4 separate regions of the Mus musculus genome follow, and regions 2, 3 and 4 are each linked to region 1. A link is a contact called in public Hi-C, HiCAR-type and promoter capture Hi-C data. All regions are on one chromosome and are shown on one strand. The core of a region is the stretch at or near the end of the contact, and the rest is flanking DNA. Distances in the headings are between cores, read along the strand shown. Region 1 holds the start of Lingo2 (leucine rich repeat and Ig domain containing 2). Region 2 has its middle 71 kb from the start of Gm33672. Region 3 holds the start of Mob3b (MOB kinase activator 3B). Region 4 overlaps Lingo2 (leucine rich repeat and Ig domain containing 2).

Evidence for each region. Promoter capture Hi-C pulls out the DNA fragments that hold promoters and counts their contacts. A called contact is a pair of places that touch in the nucleus more often than the background predicts. HiCAR-type assays count read pairs that join an accessible place to other places.
Region 2: a contact with region 1 is called in a promoter capture Hi-C map of hippocampal neurons, with 12 times the contacts expected there. The contact joins the enhancer-like site here to the promoter of Lingo2 in region 1. A contact is called at or near these places in 7 of 39 promoter capture datasets (cranial neural crest, frontonasal cranial neural crest, hippocampal neurons and 4 more) and 6 of 115 datasets of contacts at active chromatin or transcription factors (VIP interneurons, embryonic forebrain, embryonic hindbrain and 3 more).
Region 3: a contact with region 1 is called in a HiCAR-type map of astrocytes, with 3 times the contacts expected there. The contact joins the promoter of Mob3b here to the promoter of Lingo2 in region 1. A contact is called at or near these places in 1 of 39 promoter capture datasets (embryonic stem cells) and 1 of 115 datasets of contacts at active chromatin or transcription factors (astrocytes).
Region 4: a contact with region 1 is called in a Hi-C map of cortical neurons, with 2.6 times the contacts expected there. The contact joins the enhancer-like site here to the promoter of Lingo2 in region 1. A contact is called at or near these places in 3 of 39 promoter capture datasets (hippocampal neurons and liver), 1 of 484 Hi-C or Micro-C datasets (cortical neurons), 2 of 115 datasets of contacts at active chromatin or transcription factors (VIP interneurons and embryonic forebrain) and 1 of 9 other capture datasets (liver).

What each region holds. Positions count from the first base shown.
Region 1 is chr4:36,950,141-36,953,791 of GRCm38.p6, reverse strand. It overlaps Lingo2 (leucine rich repeat and Ig domain containing 2), which reads left to right and starts at 2,048. Exons shown (of 8, transcript NM_001165999.1): 1 at 2,048-2,711. It overlaps Gm12371 (predicted gene 12371), which reads right to left and starts at 826. Exons shown (of 2, transcript NR_151511.1): 1 at 662-826.
Region 2 is chr4:35,398,824-35,402,186 of GRCm38.p6, reverse strand. No RefSeq gene overlaps it. Among named protein-coding and RNA genes, the nearest start is that of Gm33672, 71 kb to the right of the region's middle. Within about 2 kb of position 1,461, at least 13 of the 459 cell types and tissues checked have an H3K27ac peak or open chromatin away from gene starts, as enhancers often do. A contact at or near this core is called in hippocampal neurons, where this site is marked.
Region 3 is chr4:35,155,467-35,159,098 of GRCm38.p6, reverse strand. It overlaps Mob3b (MOB kinase activator 3B), which reads left to right and starts at 1,615. Exons shown (of 4, transcript NM_178061.5): 1 at 1,615-1,847.
Region 4 is chr4:35,884,519-35,887,759 of GRCm38.p6, reverse strand. The region is part of intron 7 of Lingo2 (leucine rich repeat and Ig domain containing 2); the gene reads left to right. Among named protein-coding and RNA genes, the nearest start is that of Gm33672, 560 kb to the right of the region's middle. Within about 2 kb of position 1,794, at least 19 of the 459 cell types and tissues checked have an H3K27ac peak or open chromatin away from gene starts, as enhancers often do. A contact at or near this core is called in cortical neurons, where this site is marked.

The DNA.
Region 1 (3,651 bases), core at 799-3,298:
TGATCTTTGCAATGCACGTCCAGTTTTGTTAATTGAAAGAGCTATACAATGAAAGGATTGCCTTACGTAAAACTGTTCATTATAACCCGTAGCCCCAATTCAGTAACCACAACAGTCACTTATTAAAGAAAGAAAACAATTACAGTTCAGAAAAGTCCCAAACCTATGACCAGAACACAATTCATAGATAACACCAAGTTCAAAACCAGCTTAACATTCCCCACTTAAAACACTGTTGGAAATGCAGGTGCCCAAAACACACCCTAGCATATCAAACCGAAATCAGTTGTATTCTTATTTTCAACTGCTTAGCATTGCTCCAGATTTCTCTCTTTCTTCACCTAGACTCCCTCCTTGGGTGGGTTAGCTTCTAGCTCTTCCCTTCACTGCACAAGGAAAGTCAACACTGAACTCAAACATGCAGACTCTGTTGGTGCTGTTCCTTTAGCAGCAGAGCAAATAGCTTGTGGTTCATTCCTTCCAAGGGGCAGTTTCCGCATCATCCCCAAACTCAGGAAGAATGTAAGGAAGTGATTCTGCCTGGTTGTCTCACACAGGATTCAACACGCTGACTCACTCAAGAAACTCAGACTGCACTCATGCTTTCAGAATGACACTCGACCGGACCCTGCATACTGCATGGTTGTTACTTCATCCTTACCTTAACATGCTTGGCTACTCAGGCAATGAATAGCGTGGTCGCAGCTCCTAACAACACAAGTTTCTTCTTTTGCTCAAAATCCTCCTCCCTTCCACTATTGCAACCTACAGTTTCTCCTCCAAGTGCTCACATACTGTATTTTCTTATTCTCAGCCAGCCAGCTTCTAACTCAACTGGGAAAGGACCACTCAAAATACCCTGGATCTTGAGAGAATAAGCTCTTGTAGAAACAGCGGGGGAGTGGCGCACGTCCCTCCTGCAAAGGGTCCTAGCGCCATCTCTATGCAGTATCACTTTTCGTTTTCTGTCTCTATCCACAGAGATTTCGGAAAGACATTGAAAGAGAAACCTGCAGCCTCCCAGCCTTTCCAGTACTTGGGAAACAGAATAATTGCAGCAAAGCTTTGGTGAACTCGAGCGCGGCATATAAAGAAAAATCAGGGTTCCAAATAAAGGAACAAAATAAAACAATCAAGAAACCATCGTAGCAAAAGTTTCCGTTTTTTTCCGGAATGATTTCCTGCTCTCCAGTCCAAGCAAGACAAACTTCCAGAGGGTGGATTCTTTGCAGGGACTTCTGGCGGATCTCTGATTTCTTCACATTGTGGTTTAGCGGGCCCATTTGTGCAGTAACCAGGCATCCCTGCCTTAAGTACTGAGTAAGTGCAGTAGGAGCTACCAGGAGACATATTCCACAACCTCTTGCCAAAATTTTGGAAAGGGAAACTAAATGGGCTGAATCTCCATGCTGCCCCATCCCCACACCTTTCTCCCGCTGAGTCTTTCGCTTGCTACCATCCAGTTTTTAATAAAAGCAGAAAACCTGAAATGAGTCCTGATCCAAAAGCTGCCTAACACAAGTCCCTGAGCAGTTCTTTGCAAGAGCATGTAAGTGAACTTCAGGAGCTCTTTGAGACAAAGTTACACCGGGAATGAGCACAAGGGGATGTCGCAAGATTCTGTTCAAGAAATGATGCCCAGGCTCTTCGGTTTAAAGGATGTCAAGGAGCCCCTTTCTCCTTAGGAAGGTGTAGCAGACACTCCACCGAAGAAGGGCTCTGGTGCCCCGGAAGGGTGGTGATGGGAAAGTGTCTGAAGTCCTGCTCTCTCCACGTTCAGGGTACCTGGAGAAGAGCTGACCACAGGAAACAGCCAGAAGTGGAGACTCGAGACAGGGCGGGGAGATGGGAGGTGACAAATCGGACTAAAGTACTCCTTTAACTGTAGAGGAGGGACGATGTCGCCAGCCTACCCATTCTGGGAACCCCCGGTGAAGGCTTTCTTCTGGCTCTCGCCTGTGGCCTGGGGCCGCGATCGCGAGGCTGGGCGTGCGTGTTGGTGCGCGCGCGCGGGAGTGTGCGTGTGAGCGGTGCGTGTAAGCCGGGCGTGTGTGCGCGCAGTCCGCGCGCTGAGTGTGGCCGCCGGGACCCAGCAGCCCGCCGCCCGCCCGGTGTCTCTCCTTCCCAGCTCCTCAGCCACCTCACAGGGCCTTCCACCACCCATCCCTTGGCTTTCCGGCCTCCGCTCAAAGTTTCCTTGGCGCAGACGCTTGGGCGCAAGGGCTGTAGCCAAGACGCCTTGGTGGTGGAGCGCGATCCTCGGCGTGGCTCTGCTGCCAGCACCTGCTCTGCACCGAACCTGCCTGAGCGCAGGTTTTCTTCCCACTTGGCGGGAGCAGGGGGAGGGGTGCGGTGGCGAGAATCAGAGAGGAGCCCCGGCTCCTGACGGCGTACCCAGCTTGGCTATCCGACGCATCTGTGGGGTCACGGAAGAAAACTGGATCCGCAGCCAAGTTGCCTGAGCAGGGACAGGGAAGGTTTCCACGGCCATCCAAGGTTGTCCCTGTATCAGTCGCCACAGGCGTGAGGGTTTGGAGACACCTAGACTGTCAGGGCTTTAGAACCGACATTCCCTTCCTGACCCCTTTGAAAGGAAAAGCTGACAGAGCTGAGGCAGGAGGACGCCTAAAGAAGCCCGGAGACTCCTGTGAGCTTCATCCTCCTTGGCTTTGGATTTTAAGGACACGAAGGGGCATGAACAACATGTCAAGGTAAGAGACCGCAACCCAGCCGCTTGAATCTCCTGAGAGAATAACTTAAAATAGATGCTGGGATGCGGCGGGGGTAAGGTAAGTTACATGGAACCCCCTGGGCTGTTGTCACGCAGCTGCACAACCCGTGTGAATGGCTCCCGGCTGGTAAGTGGAAGACCAGCCAGACCAGCCGGTGCAGATGGTTGAGAACCGGTCGGCAAAAGGGAGTGTCCTTTCTGCACACTTCTGGATACCTACTGGGAACTGCATCTGGAACTGGATCTTCTGTCCAGGCTGATTTACATCTGGGCTTGGCTCTTGTTTTGTTTTGATTTTCTGTTCTGGTAAGGTGTTTCTCTAGCTCCTCACACCTATCCCATCCTTGCGATAGGGAGCAGTGGGCCCGGGTCTTGTCAAGAATTGAGTGGCAGGTGAGGATGGAGCAGGCTGGCGGGATGCAGAGCTCGGGAAGTGCACAGGGCGGCCGGGTCTGCCCTTGCAGCAGCCGGCGTCGGAGCACAAGCTCCGCGGGTAAACTGCGGTTCGCTTGGCCTCCGCTAGAGGCTCCCAGCGGGCGCGGCGGAGCCGGTGGGTGTGGGGGCGCCGGGCGGTGGAGTGGTTGCTCGACGAGCGAGCCTGGTGGCTGAGGCGGCGCGGCATAGGGGGTCCAACCCAGCCTGGGCGGGAGACGTGAGCCCGAGTCCCGGCGCACCACCCAGCTGGGCGCCCCGTCTTCGGGAGGCGAGTCGGAACCCAGGCTGTGCTCTGGAAAGCGGTGCGGGGAGCCAGAGCCACTTCGGGGATGCAACCATAGTCAGCGCCCTGAGGGCATCCCCAGGAGGTAAAGCCTCTCTCTCCCCTTCCAACCCAACCCAAGGTCTTCTCAGGTCTCAAAGGGCAACAAGGGAAGGGTGGGAGGTAATCTGTGAGGTCCCTTTCTAAGGAGCCTTTCCGTTTT
Region 2 (3,363 bases), core at 212-2,711, 1.6 Mb after region 1:
GACTCGGTAAGTTATATTTAGTTTCATTATCTCCTGCATAGGGTTTCACAAGACAGAAGACAGAAGTAGAAATTACCATAAGCAATTTGAGGACTGAGCGCTGCCAAGTATGGAATACTGCCCTACAAGAGGGCAGGACTGCAATAAATACTTACTGAGAAGCTGCTACGTGGGAGATGCTCTGCTCCAGGTGGAAAAGTTGTTAGCTAATGAAGACAGGCAACTGCTCAGTGAGAGCCAAAGCCAACTCTCTCCATTCTCCATTGCAGGATATTCAGTACAGCCTAGGCGGCTCTTCTAGGGAGACTTTGTAATCAGATTTCAAGGCTAAATAGTCAGCTTGCACCTATGCAAATCAACCCAGCATGGGCCAGTTTATTATGAGAGGAACCTGTATTAATAGGGAAGGATAAAGTTAAGGGGGTGGGGAACAGCAGGAAAATTATATAATTGCCTATTATGATTTATTTGAAAGCTTCACCTGAAGAAATATACATCATAATTAAGGCCTCTGGGTTCCATTTAAGAAAATTCTGAAGCAGCTCAATTGCCTTGCAATCTCCAGCACTCTCAGAGTGCTTCTTTTTAGACTTGCTGGTTTGTTTGTTTGTTTGTTTGTTTGTTTATTTATTTATTTATTGCTTGTAGTTTCTGTGGCTTTACTTAAGCACAAATAAAATATGCACATGAGCCATCTACTCATTTTTTTTTTCCAGTGCACAGCCTGGCATTGGGATTAGTGACTCCGATGACTAGCTGTACGGTTCTATGTTGGCTTTGCCGTTCTTGGAGGGAATGTTGTAAGAGATCTCAGCACAGTAAGATTTCATGAGCGTCAGCAACACTTCCAGTTCCTTGACCTTATGGACTAGAAATTTCCAGAAGCTGCTAAGGGGATAATGATTTGTTTTCATATTGCTTCCCTAACTGGTGTGGACCATCAGGATCTGGCCCTTAAATGTCTCCATAACTTATTGTCCATACCTCAGGGTTTCTGTTTAATTTTGACTTACCAGTCTAACATATGATGGATAAACTCATTGGTCTTCTTTTTGATGATCATCGGCTTCACCAAAGGCAGAGGGCAGCCATGATATGAGAAAGAAATGGCGGCCACTTGACGGGTATCTCCAAGGAAGAAACTCACTGCCAATATTACATTACTAAACAGTTAATAATGATTGCATATAATATCCCATATCCCGGTATGCATAGAGAAATGTGCCTTGGACTTCCTTTTATATTTACATTTGACTCTTGAAAGAGATGCTGCAGCAAAGGGGGGGTGGGTGATACACTGGGCTGCCTTGTAAGTAAGGCACGCCATGTATTCAGCAGAGATGCAAGCAAGCCAAAGCCTTCTCATCTGACGAGTTCCCAACAACCTCCCATGAGGACACAGAAACTGGGGAATGAGCAGCTGCTAGGCTGAGGAGGTGGCAAGGCAAGCTGACAGCCGAAGCAGAGCATGCGGTTAGTGGGTGAGGATGTAGCAGGCGGAGCAAAAGGCTCACAGCTACACTCTGAGAAGACAGCCAACCCCACTGAGCATGATACAATACACTCCCAGATGTCTCCCTGTGCTGTCCATCTGCAGCCATGGCTTGACAAATGCAAATGCATATGAATCACCTGGAAATCTTTTAAGAACACGGATCCTGAGACAACAGGCTAGGGTAGATAGAGCCAGAGCCTATCCTTTCCAAGGACTCCCACACGATGATAAAACGCTTGGATGCTGCAGGCCACAGCTTAAGTAGCCATGCTCTAAATAAGGGATGACAATGGCAACTTTAGATTCAGCCAACAGGCCAAACCAATCCAGCAGTTCACTGGAATGCAGCCACTCCTGGTCATCCGGTCATGTGACAGAGAGAGAGAGAGAGTTGTATGTATGTATGTATGTACGTATGTATGTATGTATGTATGTATGTATGTATGTGCCTGTGCATGTGTACATGCATATGAAAGCCTAGGGCTGCTATTGTGCTATGACAGCTGAATAAGATGTTAATGACACAAAACTTATGTCCCACAAGTCTAAAAGGAATTCACTATTTGTTCTTTCACAGGAAAATCTTCCAACCCTTGTCCTGAAAAACATGTACTATTAAAGCTAACAAGAAGAAGAAGAGAAGGAGGAGGAAAAGGAAAGGAGGAAGATGAGGAAGAAGAGGAAGAGGAGGAAGAGGAAGAAGAGGAAGAAGAAGGAGAAGAAGGAGGAGGAGGACAAGGAGGACGAGGAGGAGGAGGGAAATGATGTTATGTTAAACTGAAAAATTTTTATTGTATAAGAAAAAGTTTGCAATTTCTCTTTGGCAACAACAACAAAGGGGTTTTAGAGAAACATAAAGGAAAATCACCATCTGCCTGAATGTGGCTTGAAAGAGAAACATTTCAGAGTTCCATAGTCCTAACGAAGGTGCTATAGTCTCCCAGACATATTCCAGACAGTTGAAAAGAACTACAAAAGTCCTAGGTGTTATTCAATATTGACCATAAGCTATGCTCAGAACCACAAAAGCCCATGAAGTATTTTATATCACTTTCAAACAACGTTTCTGCTCTTCCCTTTCTTTCTTTAGCTGCTAAGAGGGTTTTCTTCATGAGGAAGCTATAACAAGGATGATTTAGCTCTCAGGGCACAGAACCTTTCCAAAGTTATACTATATTGAATGTATGGCATGAGCTTTCACATTAGCCCTTTAACATAGGCAATATTATTCTATCTGAAAGCAGAGTAGCTGTGACTCATCATGCAGACAAGGGACACAATAGTTACCCTTTAGGAAATGATGGTGGAGAGGAAATACCTTCTGTCTAAACTGAATTGGGGAAATCTTTAAACAAGAATGGAAAAGTCCCTCACATCGTGGCTTCTAACGTTATGGGTCAGATAGGATCAATATGAGTGCCATGAAAATGAAGAAACAGACTGATAAAACATCCTATTCCCCCTTGACACAAAGATGTATAAACTGAGGTAACACTAGGAAAATCTCTCTCTGGAGGCTTTATATAAGCCATTAGAAAGGTATGGCTACTGCTGGCTGAGGTCCTCATGAATATCAAAGATGAGATGAGAGAATAACAGAAGGAAGTCAGACACTACTTAAAGAAGTTGGTATCCGAAGGGCAATATGTGATGACCAGAGCATTAGGCAAGATAGGACTGTGTTCACAGGAGAACTCAGGTTAACTCCACAAGGACCTCAGGATGGCTAAGAAGCTAGGTGCCTTTCCTGGGCCCTATAGTGGGACAGAACTTTTACAATGTAGGTGAGGCCTTAGTATATCTAAATGCCTTGAGCTAGCATGTAAATTAGCTTCAGAAAATGCTGAGGCAAATAAGAAGGGATAAAA
Region 3 (3,632 bases), core at 366-2,865, 1.8 Mb after region 1:
GGGATGTTTGATCTGCTGAAACTAGAGTTATGGGTGACTGCGAGCTGCTGGCAGCGGATAATGGAACCAACTTAGGATCCTCTGGAAAAGCAGCAAGTGCTCTTAACTATTATACCACCTCTCCAGCTCTGCTCATTTTGTCTTCAGCTGTTTTAACTTTAAGTTTGGCTATTTCCCCCATAGAACACTAATATAGGGAGTGAGCAAAAAGCAGTATTTGTGTGTGTGTGTGTGTGTGTGTGTCTTATGGTGATACATTTCATAGAGAAAACTGGAGTGGGGTATCTGAGAAGGGATGTCTTGGGGGGGATGAATGGGGTTGAAAGGGAGGCCTCTGAGGAAAGAAATGGAGGGAAAAGGGTAGTCTCTGAGCCATGATGTGACTGAACAGTTAAGAAGACTGTCCCAGGCAGGGAGCATAGCAAGTGCTAAGGCCCCGTAGCAGGAGTTTTCCAAGCATTTGTGTGAGCCAAGTAAGGCACCACATATAGAGAGACTTTTGTGATGGAAAGGCTAACAGGAGTCGAGTATGGAAATATATCTCCTAAATTTCACCTAATTTACTTTCATTCTTTCAAACGTGTAGCAGAAGTTACGGAATGTGATCGCTAATCAAGTCATTTGATACTACCCAGCCGGCACACATCAAGATGTTTATAGGAGAATAAAAGCAGGTTGACACATCCACCTCATTTTTTTTTCTTTCAGTTCATGTTTGAAGACTCCTCCCAAGAACTAAGAGTACGTCTCATAATTGGTTTACTCATAATCACCCGGCGAGGTAGTTACGACTTCCACGCATTTTTGTCATGGTTTAATGCTGCTTTCCAAGGTGTTTCAGGCAGTCCACGGCATTTTACAGCTGGCAGAACATTTTGGAGAAGCGTAAGTCATTTGGCCCTTTCTGGATGCCTTGGAAAAAGCTCTTGTGGACTTCAGTTGGGGTGTCTATGGCTGTGATAAAACAGCATGACCAGAAGCAACTGGAGGAGGCAAGGGCTTATGTGGTTTATGCACAGTCCGCCGCAAAGGGAAGTAAGAACAGGAACTCAAGGCAGTTACCTGGAATCAGGAACTGAAGCAGACGCCATGGAGGAATGCTGCTCGCTGGCTTGCTTCTCATGGGATTTTAACCTTCCACCTAGGGCCCTGCTGGCTTCCTTCTCACAGGCAACAGCTTCTGGGACAGGAGATAAAGAGTAAGCTCCTCCAGCCGGAGCAGCGATGCTTGTAGATCCACGCGAGGCGCTTTCTTATACCCACCAGCACTACCTGCCCAACGCTGGCACAACCCACAGTCATTAATCAAGAAAATGCTGGACAGACTTATTAATAGGGTATTTTATGAGGGGTTTTTTTTTTAAGTCAAAATTCCCTCCTAAATATATCAAGGTTGTGTCAAGTTGACAAAGACCAACCAGGACAGCAGCATCTTTTCTACTCTGACATCTTTCTACCTACATTGGGCAGCGGACCAAAGTTGAGAGACTTAGACTGCTCATTGTCTCAGGCTCTTGTGGAGATTAGAGGATCCTAAGGGCAACAGGACTCCTCTTGCCCCCGCGTAGCTGCCTTTCCAGAGAAGGCCACCAGGGGACTCCGCTCTGAGCCGGTGAGTTGCAGTGGCGCCCGGGCGAGCTGCGCGGCGCGCTGGGTGCATGTGGGGGCCGCACCAGAGCCGTGGTCGCTGCATCTGGAGTCACGCGTGCTGGTCAGAAACCCCTCGCGTGAATCTGCAAGCATCGCTGCTCTGGCTGGAGGAGCTCACTCTTTTTCTCCGGCTCCAGAAACTGCTGCCGGCGTGAAGGAAACCAGCAGGGCCCTAGGCAGAAGGTTAAAACCCCACGGTAAGAGATCCTTCCAAGAGTGGTGTGGAGGCGCAGTCGCAGCTTCCCGCTTCGGATTGTGTCCTGGAGGGCCGAGGTGCGGGGCACACCTAGGGAGGATCAGTCGTGCGGACCCCAGTCCTCACCCCTCCTCCGCGAGCTTCCGGGGTTGGAGTCTGGTTTAGGCAGTACGGGCTTCTTGGCTTTCCTCTGCCTCCGGGTACGCACTTCCCGGGCTGGAATGTGAGTCCAGTTCCCACCCAGGGGGTCTGTGGCTTTGATCTGAAATACACCCCCTCCCTCCCCCTAAAGGGTGCAGATCTCACCCGGGACCCATTCTGAATCTCAGATGCGGGTGGGGTGCGCGTCGGCCTGAAGCGGCGGGAAGAGAAACTTTTACAAAGTGCATCTAAACAGGGCAACGCTCCTGGATCCCAGAGCAGGCTCGGCGTGGGGCTGTGTAGGGAGGGCTACAGCGCAGTCTCGATTTGTCCTCCCTGGCTACCTATGCCTCATCAAGGGAGGTATTAAGAATAAGTAAATTTTGCTCAACTTTTGGACCAACAACTGTCAAACATCTGGGATCGTTGCTCCTCCCTTTTCTGCACCGGAGAAGGTGAAAACTAAACTTTCCCTTCATTTCTCCTCCCCACCACTGGACCCCCAGGATGGGGTTGTTAATGGTAAAGAGCGGTTCCCGCCTCCTGGAGCGTGGCAGAGGCTCTAGACCACTCAGATTTCTTCCAGCCCCCTTTCAGACCCTCTGCAAGTCTTCCCCGCAGAGACGGGGCGACAGAGCCATTCTCCTGTAACCCAGTGAATGGCCTTTTGTTTCTCTGCGGTTCCACTATTGTTGCGCCTCTTAACATCTGGTGGGGCTCCAGCGGGGAAGGAAGTCCCTTTCGCCGCTCGCGGGGCCTTTCACGCTGGCCTTTGCGCAGGCTCGAGTCCGGGATCCCCGCTGGGGAAGGACAGAGTTCGGGACCTGGCTAGGCCGCCCCACCCGGGGCTTGTGGTTAGAGGGCGGAGGGAAAGTTGTTCCTGAGCCCGCCTCCTAGGCTGCTTGTGGCCCAGGGCGCATTTCTCAGATCTTATCCCCAGCGAATCTGAAACGAGAGATTGGAGGCAAAGTTCTCGAAAGCTAGGAGATCTGCGAGAGGGTCCAAAGGACTTTCAGAGGCGAGCTAAACGCATATGGAGGGCCCACAACCCGGGCGATGGCCGGAGACAGGGCACCTCATCTCTACGGAAAGTTCAGGGGTGGCAAAATTTTAAGGGCAGGCAGGCCATTGACCACAAAAGAGTGGAGACTAAAGCTAACCTGGGAAGGCTAAAGACTTTGCCTGGAAATGGTGGTGTCGTGATTCGCTGTGAAATGTTCGTGGGCTTCTGACTTCACCTAAGGCTCCAAGTTTAAGACCCAAATTTTTCGCCGCGATGCAGAAAAAGCAAGCCATGACTACGCAGTCCAAATGGCAGATGCGGCCAGAGCACTGTTTTGGTTTTCATCTGCCCGAGAACAGGTGGCTTGGGGTAGCCCCTATTTCTCCAGAGGGGGGCGCCTGTTGGACTATAGCAGGTCGGGTTTCCTGGAATAAGTTAGGTGCTTGCTTCTAGAGCAGTTAGCCTGTGTGGGTTACTTATTAAACAATCTTGGCAAGAGTAAAGTCACCTTCCAAAGTCCGCAGCGACCGGAACTGTCACCTGAGGGTCGACTAGAGGAGGTTTGATGGTATACACCTGTTGGGACCTGTGCCTCTTGCCAGGTTTGTAAATGTTGCCTTTGCCAATTTTTCCTGTGGAATT
Region 4 (3,241 bases), core at 545-3,044, 1.1 Mb after region 1:
CCTAAAACCTGTATTGCTACTAAGAGTATCCTACAGGTTAAATCTATCTTTGCATAAATTTATTTTAATGGTTTTTCTAATGAATTGTAATCAATCTAAATGTTAATAAAGCACACACTGCTGTGTTTTATGTTAAACTACCTTAGGTCCTGTCTAAGGCAACTGAAGACAGTGACATAAAGGAACACACTAAGAGGAAATTCCATTTTCTGCTGTCTTGAAGTCTAGAAGTGTAGCCCTCGTGATTCAGATTTCCCAGGAAAGTTAGTTCATCCTTTCCTCTCTCCCAAACATAAAATGAATAACTAAAACACACTCACACTTGGCAACTCTATAAATTTTTTCCATTCTTATGAAAGTAAAAAAAGCATTAAGTATTACATTTGTAAGATTTTTATTTTAATGACAGCAAGGATGAATATATAATTCAGTCATCTTGAAGTCTTCACACTGATTCCCACAGATTTGAATTCTAAGGGGAGAAGGGGGAGAAACTGGGTTTTTGAGGCATCTGGATTTCCTTTATTTGGTAATCTTTAGAAGAGATTTTATTTTTTCCTCAAGTAAAACAATTTCTCGAAGATATATTTCAGAAGTGGTAGGGTATTTCTCGGTGGAGCATTCTTACACAGACACATTTTACACTTTTTTTTCTGTCCTATTGTCCTGTGGCTGGCTGCTGGAAGACTCTGCTGATTCCATTTAGATTGCCTATCTACTGGCTGCAGTAGCTCCAGGTACAAAAAGGACTAGGTCCTTTTGTTCCTCAGAAGGTACCATGGGAATGCAACCAAACTCAACAAAGATTACGAATGCAGAAAGGAGCAAAGAGAATCAAAGATAACATATTTAAATTTTAAAGAGGCTAAACCATTTGTAAGAGCAAGGAGAGGGACCATTTCAGGGTCAGCCTCTATTGTGTGGCAGAAGGAAAACTGAAGCTATTCACCAGTATCCAAAATTTACTTTAAGTTTGGGTATAGGTGAGTCAACTTTGGAGAGTCTGTTTGATGCTGGAGGGGGGGAAATGCCTCTGCAGTGTGAGGCATCACACACATTCTTCTCCAAGGCACTTTCCCCTGTATTTCATCCTCTTTTCTCCTATTTCTTCCTAGTATGTTTTATAGGATTTTTGCTACAGATTTATAGACTACAATTGATTTTTCCTTCTAAACCCCAAAGTCATCAATAACATTTAAAATATAAATTTGTAGGTAAATATACCCTCCCTCCTTCCAAAAAATCACAAATCAAAGCAGACAAATTCTAAATAAATCAATATGAAATCTGTATATTTTTTTAACATGATGATGTGAGGTTTTGTTTCTTCCTGTCTCTTCTGTTCCAGGGACTGTAGGACTGTGGTGAGCCACTAAATAATACCACACAAAGCACACAAATACCAGGCCTGGGCAAGAACCACCTTGTAAATTGAAACTGTAAGCTTTCTCCCAAAACTGGCTTGAGCTGTCAAAAGGATAATTATGTGTTAGTTCCATGGGAATTGAAGAGGGACCTGCATTCATTATTTTTTTCTATTTTAAGTATAAAATTTTTTGTGAATGATAATCACCATCTTGTTAGAGCAACTAAAAATCAAATTGCTATTTGTATTGCATTTAATCCAAGAGTATAAGAGGAGGGAGGAGAGAATTGCAATCTTCCAATTTTGAGCTCCAAAGCAGAATCTTTTAACACATGGAATATTTCCAACAAATTCAGTCGCATGAAGTTTCTTCTGTCCCTCTGTAGCCTGTTTTCCTTGGCATTCAGCCACTAGAAATTAAGACCCGGTTTCCTTGGCAACGATAACTGTGCACACATCCTCACAAGCGCTCCCTCATTCAGATTGTTAGCTATACAAATAAAGTTTCACAAAGAGATTGCTTCAGAATAAAAGAATAAAAGAAAGACTGTTCCCATCTATTGTGACAGGCCTTAAGGTATTATTCACAGTACCTCCAATTGGACAATGTGTTTTTGTGATGAACTGAATTACCTTAGATTGGTTTTCCACATTTCTTTGTGCTTGGGATAGCAGAATAAGCTTTTATACTCTATTTAATTCCCTCCTCAGTTCCATTAGCATCAATCCTATTTCTCGTTAGTTTGTTTTAAGGGAAATGTACTTGTTAAGTTGCCATATTACCTTTTAGGGTACCATTTCTGACTGGAATTTTAAGTATATCTCTTCACTTTAAAGAGTAAATTGCAGTTTTTGTTGGTTCCACTTTTTTCCCCATGATGTGTACCACCTAAGGAAAAAATATGGTATAATGGAAATTAATTAATTGTGGTTGAATTATTTTGAATTTGAGGAGAGAGCTTCAGTGAGCTTGTTTGTCAGATTGCTTTACTCAACACCCATATTTTTGTGGTGAAGATAACTGTGGTGGTTGATTTTCTACTTATTGGAGAAAGGTTGATAAGCATATCTCAGCTTGATAAATAATGAAGATTGTTATAGTTTTAAACACAGAACAGCCAGACAGCTAAGCTGATGTTCTAGACTTAAGATCTCAGCGTTATCGCATTTAAATTATTGTTTTCTGAATCCATCCTCATCAGATTTGGAGTTATCTTATATCCAGGGCTGATGGTTGCTGTCCTGGGTGCTGAAACGCAGTCCTCTCCTGATGGTTACTTGTTAAAATTCAGACTTTGCCAAAATCAACTCAGTCTTCAGTTATCAGAGACTCAAGAACAAGTGAGTCTCTTCTTAAAATGGTGGGAATAATTTTCTATTTTATAGTTCATTTATTGTATATTTAGGTTATAACCCTGCTGAAAGCACACTCAATGTGTTGACAGAATCTTCCTGATGCATATTGGCATATTTCTAAAAGCTTAGCATGAATAACACTGATGATACTATGACTTTATTATTTATTTATTTATTTATTTATTTATTGATTATTTATTATAATATAATAATTACTATGATATTGTATTTAAGGCTGAATGTACAAACACATGTTTATTTCTACTTCAATTAGAATCTGTGTCTATTTTTATCTTTTGAAAAAATAATTAGTAACCAGTGGTTGATTACAAAATCTCAGTCAGCTAATGTCCACTTTAAACCGTCACTTTCATGTATAACCATCTTCTGTCCATTACAAAACTTCATATATGTTTTAATTCTGCCCAGGTTCTTAATGCTTACCAACATATGCATAAATTAATTATAAAGAGTGCATTTATGAATTCATTTTTATGTTTGAAAAATGCTTGAAATTTG